2 separate regions of the Oryctolagus cuniculus genome follow, and region 1 is linked to region 2. A link is a contact called in public Micro-C data. All regions are on one chromosome and are shown on one strand. Each heading gives the region's core, a stretch centred on a gene start, on an enhancer-like site or on the middle of the called end of the contact. The rest is flanking DNA. Distances are from core to core; before and after follow the strand shown.

Region 1 (5,672 bases), core at 148-2,647, 120 kb before region 2:
TCTCGGGGAGAGGGGGCGATGGTCAGGGCAAGGGTGCCCTCCCCCCTTTCTCGGACGCGGGAAGGGCTGAGGGGGTGGCGCTTGGGGGAGCGGCAGTAGATGTGCTTTCACTCGCCCGCCTTGCGTGCTCGTCCCGGCCAGGGTAGCACTGGCCCAGCACTCCTGAAACGGCTGAGCCAGGATGGGAACCGATCGTACAGGCGGTCGGCAAATGAGCCCAAAGACACCTCAGACTGGCCTCCGGCCCCGGAGCCGGCGAGCCCCTGGGACTTTGCTCACACACACACACACACACCCAGGTTGAAACCCCGCAGCCGACGCCCCGCAGGCCCGGGATCTGGGTCCGTCCTCGAGGGAGGTGCTGGTGCTGGAGGCACTAGTCAGGGGTTACTTGCAGCCTCAGCCCCCCCCCTCCCCCCCCCCCCCCCCCGCCGCTATCGTCCGGCGATTCCGGGCCAGCCTGCGGCGGCGTCCCCGACTGCTCCGCGATCCTGGGCAGGGCAGGAAGCTGGCACGGCCGCCGGCTGGGCAGGCGCCACTTGGCCGAGTAGGCTGCTCGCTGGAACTCGCGCGGCACCTTCGCGCCGACTCGGGTTCCCGGGTCTCCGGCCCGGCCACCCTGAGCCGCTGCTCCCCGCACCCCCTCGCTGTGTCCCTCGGCCTCCTTCGGAAGTCTCCCCGTCTCCTCCCGCCCTCTCGGCTTTTCCCTTCCTCGGTCTGTCTCGGGAGCTCCGTAACGCAGTCAACCGCCCTTCCCGAGATTCAAAAAGAAGTTTTGTGTTTCCCCGGGGGCAGCAGCCTAATGCTTCCCTTGTTTTCCGGAACAAAGCAGACATTCAGCGGGGAGGGGGCAGGCGCTGACTCCTTCCCGCTCCCCGTAGCACCCCGAACCCCTGCAGGTTCACAACGCTCGCGTCGGAGCCCGGCTGGCCCAGGGGAGGGGTGGGGGCCCCCTGCCCCCAAGTTGGGCCACAAAGGCCTCGCCCGGGAGCCAGCGAGAAGGCGACAGGGTGCTTGGGTGAGGTTTACAGGCCGGGCGGGGAGGGCGCGCACGCGGCTGTTTACAGTGTGTCTGTGCTGCTGGAAGCTCGCCCGCCGCCGCTTGACAGCGTGGGGCACCCGCGGGCTGCCAGCTCAGAGGAGTTGCGCAGCGGCGGGCCCTCCGGCGCTCGGCCCGAGGCCTCCGCAGCGCCGGGACCAGGGCGCGCAGGGAAGCAAGAGATCTCCCATCTCGCGTCCCTCTTCCAACCCGTAAACTCCCTCCCCCGCTCGGGGTCTGGATCGGGTAGCATATCAAAGGGACTCCCGGAGCGGGGAGGAGCTCACCGGGGCGCTCTGGGCCGGCGTAGCGCCCGGGTTCTCAGCAGACTTCCCATCCCCTCCCTGGGGCAGGTCCTCTTGCCCTGGAGGGCGCAGGACCCCAGCCTTGCACCCCGGAGGTGCTTCTCGCTCCGCCAAGCGCTCCTCGGTCCCACCTGCCCGCCCGTCCGCCCGCCCCCCACCTCTGGGGCACCGCTGCACCAGCTGTGCCCACGCACGCCGGGCCTTCTCGCCAGCGCAGCGCTGCCTCAGATCCCGCTCCAGCTCTTCCCCGCGCCCCGGCCTGCGGCCGGCCCCCGGCGCCTCCAGCGCGGCCTGAAACTTGATCCGGTGTCCGAAGGACAGTGTGTAAACACCAGGCGCGCTCCGAGAGCCCGCGGGAGGGGCCGGGCGAGGGCCGCCCGGGCAGCTCCGAGGCCCCGCGCCCCCGCCCGCCTGCTCGCCCCGGGCACGATCGTCGGGGCCGCCGCCTCGCTCTGTGCCTTCCCAGTTGGCTCAGCTAATTGGAGCCGCCGCCACCGCGGCGGCCTCTTGTTGAATTTTCTAGATCGCAACCGTTCAGTCGTGGCTGCCTGCGGCTCCCCTCCCCCGCCCACAGCTGTTATCTCGGCCGGCAACTTGTTGGTGGTGGGGACCGTCCCTCCACGGCCCCCGGCCTCGGGCTCCGCGTGCACCCTAGCAGTTCCAGGAGTGTTTTTTTTTTTTCTCCTGCGGGACGAGAGGCGCAGGGAGCTAGAGTCTTATCGGAACTGTGGGGCTTGGCGCCAGAATCCGAGGCTTGCGGTACTGTGGAGTGGGTGGTCCCGGCCACAGCACTGCCACCATCGTCCTTGTGGGCTTGCACCAGAAGGTAGTGAGGGGCCCGGAGGGGCTCCAACAACTCCGCCAGCGACTTCAGTTCCTTCCAGGAAAGCAGGAGCACAGCGGGAGGGCCCCCACCCTCGGGGGGCCGGCGACTTGGCCTGTAGGTCCCTGTGCAGCATCTAAGCCTGCCCACCCAAAGGCCAGTACCAGCTTGGGGGCCTGAGGGGAAGGGTCACTTTCAGTGGCTTCTGGTGCCCCTCCCCCCAAGCTAGGTGAACTCCAGACTTGTGCCGGAGGCTCAACAGGGCCTCTCTAAAGCCTTCCTTCTCCCTTAGCCGGTCAGCTCAAGCCCTAGCCACACGTTTCCGCTAGGGGCACACTGCGTGGGTCAGTGGGTCAGTAGGAGGCCCCATGGCTAAGGTGGGAAGTGCCAGTGGGTTGATGAGACTCAGGTGGCCCCTGCTGACGATGAGGGAGCAACCGGGTTGCCCTATAGCCAGCGTTTCTTAAGCATGTCATTTCCTCAGGATGCAACTTTTGCTAGCAAGTGCCATAGGTCCAGGGCCCGATGTTGATGGAGTGGCGGCACCCCCAACCCAGAAATGCATAGATACAGGCAAGCAAAAACTCCCAGGGGGCTGGCTGGGCGGTGAGAAGGAACCTGGTGTGTGTGTGTGGGGGGGGATCTGTAGCAGCCGGAAAGCGACTACTTTCTTTTCCTGTGACAGTACCAAGAAGGGTCCCGTTCCCTCCCTGTGATGGTTCTCTGACAGCTGGCGGGGAACAAAGAGAGGAGGCCACGGGCTCCCTCGTTGTCATCTTCTAACACGCTTTTCCTTCGCTTCTAACTTTTACCCAAATTCCTATCTGGGGCTCTCCTAAGGTGTCCTTTCAGTGTATTTATAACTGGAGCAAGATTTCCGACTTAATCTATATTGATTGAAGCTATGATATAAAGGGAATCTATAAAATTAATATTGCAACGTGGTGTTTGGGATAGCAGTGCAGTAGGTCAAGTTCACCTAGTTTCTTGGCATCAAAAATTCTCCAGGCCCTTCCAATCAGATAACCTATGTGTGTCTCCCACTATCAGCTTCTCTTCTGTTTCTGTAGCAGAGTGCGGGGAGGGAGGGGGAGGGGGAATGAATCCTCTGAAAGCTACTTACTCTCCTTCACCCCTACCCTATCAGTCTAATAGAACCTTGTTTCTATTTAGGGTAAAGTATATTTCTATGTTTTGATAAAGAAGAGAATAATTTGTGCTCCTCTCCAGGACTGAAAAGATAATTATGCGTCCCGGGAGCTTGCTCTTCTCCTGGCTGTTTAACAGACAATCTGGATCCTGGCTCTGGAGCGGGAGTGCTTCCGCGTCTCAGCCTTCTCCTCACCACCTTCCCTCTGTCACCACTCAGCCTCCACCAGGCCCCTGGGCGGGTCCTGTGGTCCGAGGGCGTGTGCCCAGAAGGCTGGCAGTGTCGCACCAGACCCTGCAACTCAGAGCCTGCATCCGGCATTCATATTTTCTTTACTGTGCGAAGGATATTCGGAGCCATTGTAATTCCTGTTCCATCTCCCTGAAAGCTTACGCCAAGAGCTCCCCATGAGGCCTACGGTGATGGATGTCTTGAGGCCCGGGAAAGGAGCCCTCGTGGTGGGAAGAGTTGAGTGCCTGCCTGCAAGACTCAGACACAAACCAAACCAAAGTGCAAACAGCAGCAACAACAAAAAAGCGACTCCACGCACCTGGCTGGTAGCCTGCTTGGAAACAAACCTTACTGCCAGCCCCCCTACACACTGCCCCCTCCACCCCACCGCCAAAGCCCAAGGGCACAGCAGTCCCCTGGCCCCGCTTAGGAATGGTGCAGTTAAGCTTGTCAGGAAGCTGAGATGCAGCTACTAGTCCTCACTTCCCTGGGCGCTGGGCTCAGCTTGGCTGAACTCGCCGCTCCTGTCTTGCGTTCCTGAAGCAGGATCGCACTGTGTCTCCTCCCCAGGGGTCCCCAGCTATTGATTTTTAATATCCGTATTCAATATTGTGTATTAAATATTGAATCCATGCACGAGAGGATGTGATGCAAATCACCAGCCGTGCCTGAGACTTTAATAGTTGTTTTATTGCCCGGAAACCACAGTTGGACGCAAGGCATCCTGCAGCCGAGGCTGGGGGCGGGGATGACAGGCAGAGAGGAGGGCTGATGGCTGCGGAGCCGGAGCCAAGCGGGGCCTCCCAGAGAGGGTACAGGACCTCTGCAATGGCCACCACTAAAGGCACAGCCACGCACTAGCAGGTCGGCCGTCGGCAGGCAGGTTGGAGGCCAGCTCTAGGCTGCTGTTGTGTGAGACCTCGGCAGAGGAAGAGGTGTGGGCTATGTCCTTCCTTCCTGGATTTCCCTAACCGGACTGTTCGTTCCTGTCCAGCAAGCCCCCTTCCCTTGCACACACACACACACACACACACACAACTATTGAACAGGAAAGTGAACTTCAGGCAGGAAACCCCAGGCCTCGGGCCTCCTCCACCACTCTCAGCCCTGTGACCCTCCTACGGACCTCTCTTAACCTGTCTGGGCCCCGTTTCCCTTCTTTGCTAAAGGGGGAAATGTTGCCTGCCCTGCCTGCCTCCCAGCCCAGTGGTGAGGCTGGCGCAAATGAGATAATATTCAGGGAAAAGGCTTTTGTAAACTGTCAGGCCCCACGTAGGCAGGCTGAGGGATTAGTGTTGGCTTTCTCTTTATGCTCCCCCTCCTGCAGGCTGCCTCTCCTAGCTGCCTTCTTTCTCGCAGACAGGAGCCCCCTCCCCCACCCACCGGCCTGCTCCTCCACTCCGTCGGCCACCTCCATCCGCTGGGGTCCCGGGCTCGGTGCTCTGTTGCTGCGTTCATGCTAGGCAGTCAGGTTGGGAGGACTCCCAGCCGACAATGAGTGTGTGTGTGTGTGTGTGTGCACGCGCACGCGTGCGTGTGTGGTGGGGGTGGGTGCAGCGAGTGTATGCAAAGCTACCACTTTGAAGCGCTCGGCTTCATTCGAGGGAAGAGACGCTGCCGACTCCGCGGCTGCTGCCCCAGGCTTCAGAGCCTGCAACGCGCAGGGGGGAGGGTGTAGGCACCGGGTGTGTGTGTTGAGGGGGTGCATGGATGGTTCCGGTGTGCTGACGGGGGGGGGGGGGGAGTCGCTGAGAGCCTGAGTCTGGGGGCCTCTGTCCACATTACACGCTTCTCCTTGCGAGAAGTCGAGCTGGATTCCCGATGGCTCTTAGGTCCGGGTGTGGGCAAGGCCCGAAGGGTATTGCGATGGGAAGCCCAAATGGAAATTCGATGGAGGCTGGCAGCCCTCCAGCGTCGCCAAGTTAGATAAACACTAGTGGAGATCCGAACTCTCCAAAGACCACGCTCGTGTCCACCGACAGTGGCCAGCTCCTCTTCCCCTACTACCTTTGTTCAGGGCTCGCGGAGGGGCGGAGACCTCAGGGGTCGGGTCGCTGAAGACCACTCCCGGGACTTTGCCAGTTGCTGCGGAGGCTCCAGCAGGCTCGCCAGGCCAGCCCAGGC
Region 2 (5,586 bases), core at 2,406-4,905:
GAGTGAAAGAGAAAGAGGGACACACACTCACACTCACTCACACACACACACACACTCAGAGCTTCCATCAGCTGGTTCATTCCCCAAATGCTGAGCTGGTTCAGGCTGAAGCCAGGAGCCCAGAAGTTCATCTGGGTCTCCCAGTGGGTGGCAGGGACCCCGGTATTTGGGCCATCCTCCGCTGCTTTCCCAGGAGCATTGGCAGGGAGCTGGATTGGAATCGGAGCAGCATGGACTTGGACCAGCGCTCCGATGCAGGATGCCAGGGGCACAAGCACTGGCTTTACCCGCTGAGACACAGTGTTGGCCCCAGATTGCAGATTCCCGAGCCAACTAAATCATCACTGCTGTTTCACAGCACGAAGCTTTGGGGTAGCTTTCCACGGGAAGACATAACCAAAATAAGCGTTCACTTAGACATGGTAAAGTCCACAAGCCTCTACCGTGCAGCCTGATGAATTTTTACATGTGTATTAAACCATGTAGCCATTAGCCAGGTTAGCTATAAAATACCCGTTAACTATAGAATAGCCCTCCGAAAGGCTCCCTCGCTAAACAGACAGCTTCGAGAAATACTACCCAAGCTCCCGAGCTGTCAGTCCACAGATCTGGGCAGCTCAACGTTTGTTTTTTTCTCAATGATGTTTCCAAATGACACTGCATTAGAAACACGGATCAGCACCCACGGATGAAATGAAACCAGGCTCTGATGCGTAGGCCCAAAAAGCAGGAAGGTTCGAAGGTCCGAAGGGAAGACTTCAGTGTGGAATCTCTGGGAAGCAGGTCGGCAGGAAAACGAGCCGACCTGCTCTTAAATCTTCCATCAGCAAAGCCGCGTCGTAAAACGCAAGTGCGCAGGGTGCTGTCTTAATACCTGTGATCAGGCCCGGGAGGCCTAATGCCTATTTAACAGCCCTAAACCCTGTCCAAAGCTACAGAGGCCAAAAAGGCTTAGGGGAATCTTGAGCCGGGCAGAGGAGACCCCCAAAAACCTGCTTTGCCAACTGCTTTGCTTCAAACCGTGGACTGATTTCCATTAATCACACTTGGCCCTAATTACCCCGGAGCAGCCGGTCTTCCTCTGGCCTCAAGCAGGAATTTGAAGGGGCTCCTGACAAAGCAGGTCCTTGGAAGCCAAACAATAGTAAAGGCTGTGGGAAAAGGCGGGGCGAGAAGGTGAGCCCTCCCCAGTCCTCTCCTTCCTGGAGCCCCAACTTCCAGGCCTGCTGGTGATCTCCCCAGGTAGGCACCCGAGTTCCTCCACTAAATAGATTTTCCTTTTGTTGTCACATTAATTTGCAACTCATTAATAGTGACAGAAGTGAGGTACTGCGCCGATGTCATTTGCATATTCATGAGTGACTTATTATTAAACAAATAAGATTTTCCTATCTTCGCGAGCACCCAAAGTAAGTACATTACACCGGCCCGATGCTTTATTCTCTCTTTAATATGTTAATAGATGCAGTTGATTTCTTTAAGTAAATACGCATCTATAAAACAACACGTACTTTATAAAAAAGAAATCATTTAAATAATAATCCATTAGCAAAGTTGGCAACAATTTAAGAGGAACAGCCCATTAATACCAACGCGTGGGAATCAATTTGCGAATTTGAACTCGGTTGGGTGGTGGGTTGCGGACGGCCGCGGAGGACCTGCCAGAGTGTGTACGTGCTTCGAAAAATATTTTAATGAGTTTCCGCGTCTTTCAGGTGCCGCTCCCAGGAGGTCGCAGACGGCCCGAGTCCTCCCCCACCCAGATCAGCGTTTTTTCCGGCGTCAGCTGGGGACCGGAGTCGCGGCTTGAAAACAGGCCCGAGCACCGCGTCTACCCCGCCGCTTCCACCGTGCCTGGCGGCTCCCCGTTAGCACCGAGCTGAGCCGAGTGGGGGCGGGGCGGGGCCTGCTCTCCCCGCGAGAACCCCCCCCCCCCACGGGGCCGGCACTGGTGCCCTGCCCTCGTGCCCCCCATCCCCGGCACGGGTTTCATCGCAGCCGGTTCTTTCCAGCCGGGGTCAGGGTGGGCTCCCCCCGCGGCGGCGCGGAGCGCGGGGCCAACCGCGCACCCTTATCTCGGCCGAGTCAGACACTCGCCGCGCGGAATCTGTTGACATTTAGTATTGTTCGCAGGAGTCCGGAGCGCGGGGTGGGGGCGGGCGGGCCGAGGCGAGGCGAGGCGAGGCGAGGCGAGGGAGGGCGGCGAGCGTAGGGCCTGCGGTTGGCCGGGGCGGTATGGGGGGGGGAAGTGTGTGTGTTTGTGTGTCTGTGTGTGTGTGCGCGCGCACGAGAGAGAGAGAGAGAGAGAGAGAGAGAGAGAGATCGCGAAGTGGGGGAGGGGCCGTCTTCACGGAAAATAAAAGTGGCCGGCGGGCCCGGAAGCCTCCAAGCCGGCTCACCGGCCCACGCCGGGAATTGAGGTGGTGGTTGTGGTAGTGAGGGGAGGCAGGAAGGAAGATGGGGCGGCCGGCGGTGGGGTCCGGGGTGGGGGTGGGGTCGGCTCCAGCCGCACGGCCCCCGGTGACCCGCAGGACACAAGTGCATTTGTGCCGAGCCGTGGCGGGGATTAAAGTGCCATACGGCCCGAGACAGGGGGGCGAGGCGGGTGGAAAACAACTCCCCGCGCGCACAAAGCGCGCATTGTTCCAGCCACCTCCATTATGCCGCGCTGCAGCCAAGAGCCCGTTTCGCAACTGCCCTCCCGATGCTCGAGCGCGCGCGCGCACCCGCGCGCACACACACAGACAGACACACACACACACAAGAATCTGCCCTGGCAGAAGCAAGGGGTGGGTGCGCTCCGCCGGGACTGGGAGGGGCCGCCGGCGCGGGGGGTGGGGGGCGTCTCGCAGGCGTCTTTTGCTGCTCGGCTGCCTGTCTACGCGGGGCTGGGCTTTTTAATGTCTTCTCTTCCTAATCGCCGCCGCGGCACTTTGCCGTTTCTATGGGCTCCTCGGGCCTGCCCCGAGCGCACCCGAGAGCCTGGAGCTCCCCGGGAGAGGCGGCGACGGTGGCGGTGGGGGTGGAGTGGGTGCGCTCTCAGCCGCTGTCACCCGCGGATCGCAGCCCCAGGCGCGCAGCGCTTGCCTGCTCTGCTGAGGACACGTGCGCAGGAGGAACCGGGAAAGCATCCCGCCTTCCAAGGAGAAGCTCCCGGAGCGCCCCCTCCCCTGGCTCCCTGGCACTCCGGGACTTCCCCCGGCCGGGAGCGGGAGCTGCGGAATCCCGCGTCGTCGGGCTGCAGGGCCTGCCCGCCTGTGCGTGCCAAGTGGGCCACCCTAACAACGCCGGTGCCCGGGCCCTGTCCTCCGCCCTCTGCGGCCTTCTCGGCTTTGGCTAGGCGCCCCGAGAGGGATTTAAAGCTTGCCAGCCTTTTAGGAGCCTGTTCTCCCCAGGGAGCTGAGCTCAGGGGAGAGTGGAACCCAGGCCACCCCCCCACCCCGCCCACTCCTCCGCGCGCCTCCTGCCGCGCCCTCCTGGTGGGCAGGTGGGGAGCGAAGGAGGCCGAGCGCGGCGAGCTAGCGCGGTCTGGTTTCCTTTACGTTTACAAGCTATAAATAAACTTCCCCTTGGGCGGCTGCGCGCCGAGGCCAAGGGCGGCTTCCCGCCGAATCGGGCGGGTGGTTTACGATCTGGGCCGGGAGCTGGTCCTCGCACGGCTGGAGCCCTGGGTGGGGCGCTGGCTCCGGCAGAGCTCAGAGGTCGGCCAGGAGTGGCCGAGTGACCCTCCTCTCTCCCGCGGCGCGGGGCCGGGACGCCTCTGCGCTGAGGCCCGCGGGTGGGGCTGGCTGATTTATGAGCCGTCACCCCACCCCGCCCCTCCCGTTTCACTTGTTTTCCTCGTCTCCGGTTCAAACCCTGTTCCCAAAGCCTCAGCCCCAGCCTTGGCCAGCGACGATTTGACAATTTCGGGCTGCTGGAGCGCCGGCCCCGGCCCGGGCCCCGGCTGGGCGCGTGTGCAGGCGCGAGGCCTTCGATGTGTTTTTACAAAGCCCCCGCGCCCCGCGATGAGGCTGGGCAGCCGGGGGCGGCCTTGGCCGGAGAGGCCGGGAGGAAGGGCTGGCTGCGCGGCTCCGGAAACCGCGGGCCGGCCGGGGTGGATCCCTGAGCCTCAAGGTCACCGGGCGCGGGGAAATCGCCGGCCCACAGCAGAGCCGAGGCCACCGCGCCAGTCGGCACCGAGCCGCAGGTCTCTGCAAGGCCCGTGCCCGGGTGTGCAGTCCCGCGAGGCAGTCCAGAGGTCGTGCGGTGGCCACCACCAACGGGTGACTCTGGCTGTTGCCACATTCGGTTCGCCCTGAGACTTCGCAGGCCAGCGAGGAGAGGAGACCGAGACCTAGCCTGGCCTCCAGCGGGCAGGGCCCGTTTTTCGGTCGGAAGGCTGGGTAGCGGGGGTCCCCTGCCCTCCCCTCTCCGCGCCGGCCGCAGCCCCGCAGGCTCGCTTTTCTGCCTGGTGTTTGTTTAACCCTCAACCTCTCCGCGGCAGCTGCGGGCAGAAGGATTCCTGGTGGCGCTAATCCTGGGGCTGGACCCCCAACTCGGGTCGCCGGGAGCTCCCCCCCCCAGACCCTCGTGGCAGGGTGGGGCGCCATGATCCCAGTGTGACAGTGCCCCATGCCCCCTAGCCGGGTAGAGGGGCTGTCAAGGGTCGACGGAAGGGGAGCCTTGGCAAGGTCCCCATTGTTCCCCCGGGGGCTGGGAAGCTGACTCACTGAACAGAACGCTGCGGAGTGTTTTCTCGGCAGCCTTTACCCGAGTGCTTTATTTAGACAGGCTTTATTTACAGTACACATGTTTTCAGGCTCCTTATTCTGGAGGCGGGAATGGAAACTGGGCAAAGCAGTCTCCCCGTGCGCCTCACGTTTGCAAGGGGGTGAGGTTCCGCAGAGTCCAAGGATCCCCCTCGCTCTGGCTTGCAATGTTCTCCAGTGGGATTATGGGGAAGAAAAGAGTGCACGGGGTGGGAGCGGAGGGCGCTGGGCCACACCCAGGGAGTCACCCCCTCCTGTGGCCTCTGCGCAGGCAAACGCAGAGCAGCCAGAGGAAGGGGAGACGCCCTCCTGCCCATTTTACAGGCTCAGAGGGGGTGAGGGCCGCCAAGGTCATACAAACAATCAGTTCAGTGTGAAAGGCGTCTAACTCCATTTCCTGGTCTCCTTACCAGGTTGGGTCTGCAGGGTCCCCGTGCGTTGGGTGTCTCGGGATTCTAGGAGGTCTGTGCGGCTCTTTGAGTGGGGCGTGGGGGGAGGGGTTCCTAGGGCCTCTCCTTGCCAGCCTGCTGTCCAGCTGGCTCTTGGCAGCAGCTCCGTGAGTGGGATGGTCCGGTTAAGGACTGCAGGAAATTGTCTGAGCTAGATTAAATATTTTACAAAATCTTCGGGGGGGGGGCTCCGCTTGACTTGAAGCTGGCAATGTGAAACAAACAAAAGTTAATGAGTTCTCTCCCCTGACTTTTTAGGTACAGTTCCCAGAAAACTGGGGTATAGCGCTCTTTAGAGGAAGCCACTTGAATGGCGGGTCCTCTGCTTTTTCTGTACCTCGTTCTCCCTGCTGCTCCCAGTCCTCAGCAGCCGCTCTCTCGGGTTG

Evidence for each region. A called contact is a pair of places that touch in the nucleus more often than the background predicts.
Region 1: a contact with region 2 is called in a Micro-C map of ear pinna, with 2.4 times the contacts expected there. The contact joins two enhancer-like sites. A contact is called at or near these places in 3 of 6 Hi-C or Micro-C datasets (ear pinna, psoas muscle and an unstated tissue).

The regions. Positions count from the first base shown.
Region 1 is chrX:26,115,861-26,121,532 of mOryCun1.1, reverse strand. All of the region lies in intron 1 of BCOR (BCL6 corepressor), which reads left to right. Among named protein-coding and RNA genes, the nearest start is that of BCOR, 24 kb to the left of the region's middle. Within about 2 kb of position 1,397, at least 2 of the 8 cell types and tissues checked have an H3K27ac peak or open chromatin away from gene starts, as enhancers often do. A contact at or near this core is called in ear pinna, where this site is marked.
Region 2 is chrX:25,993,555-25,999,140 of mOryCun1.1, reverse strand. No RefSeq gene overlaps it. Among named protein-coding and RNA genes, the nearest start is that of BCOR, 150 kb to the left of the region's middle. Within about 2 kb of position 3,655, at least 6 of the 8 cell types and tissues checked have an H3K27ac peak or open chromatin away from gene starts, as enhancers often do. A contact at or near this core is called in ear pinna, where this site is marked.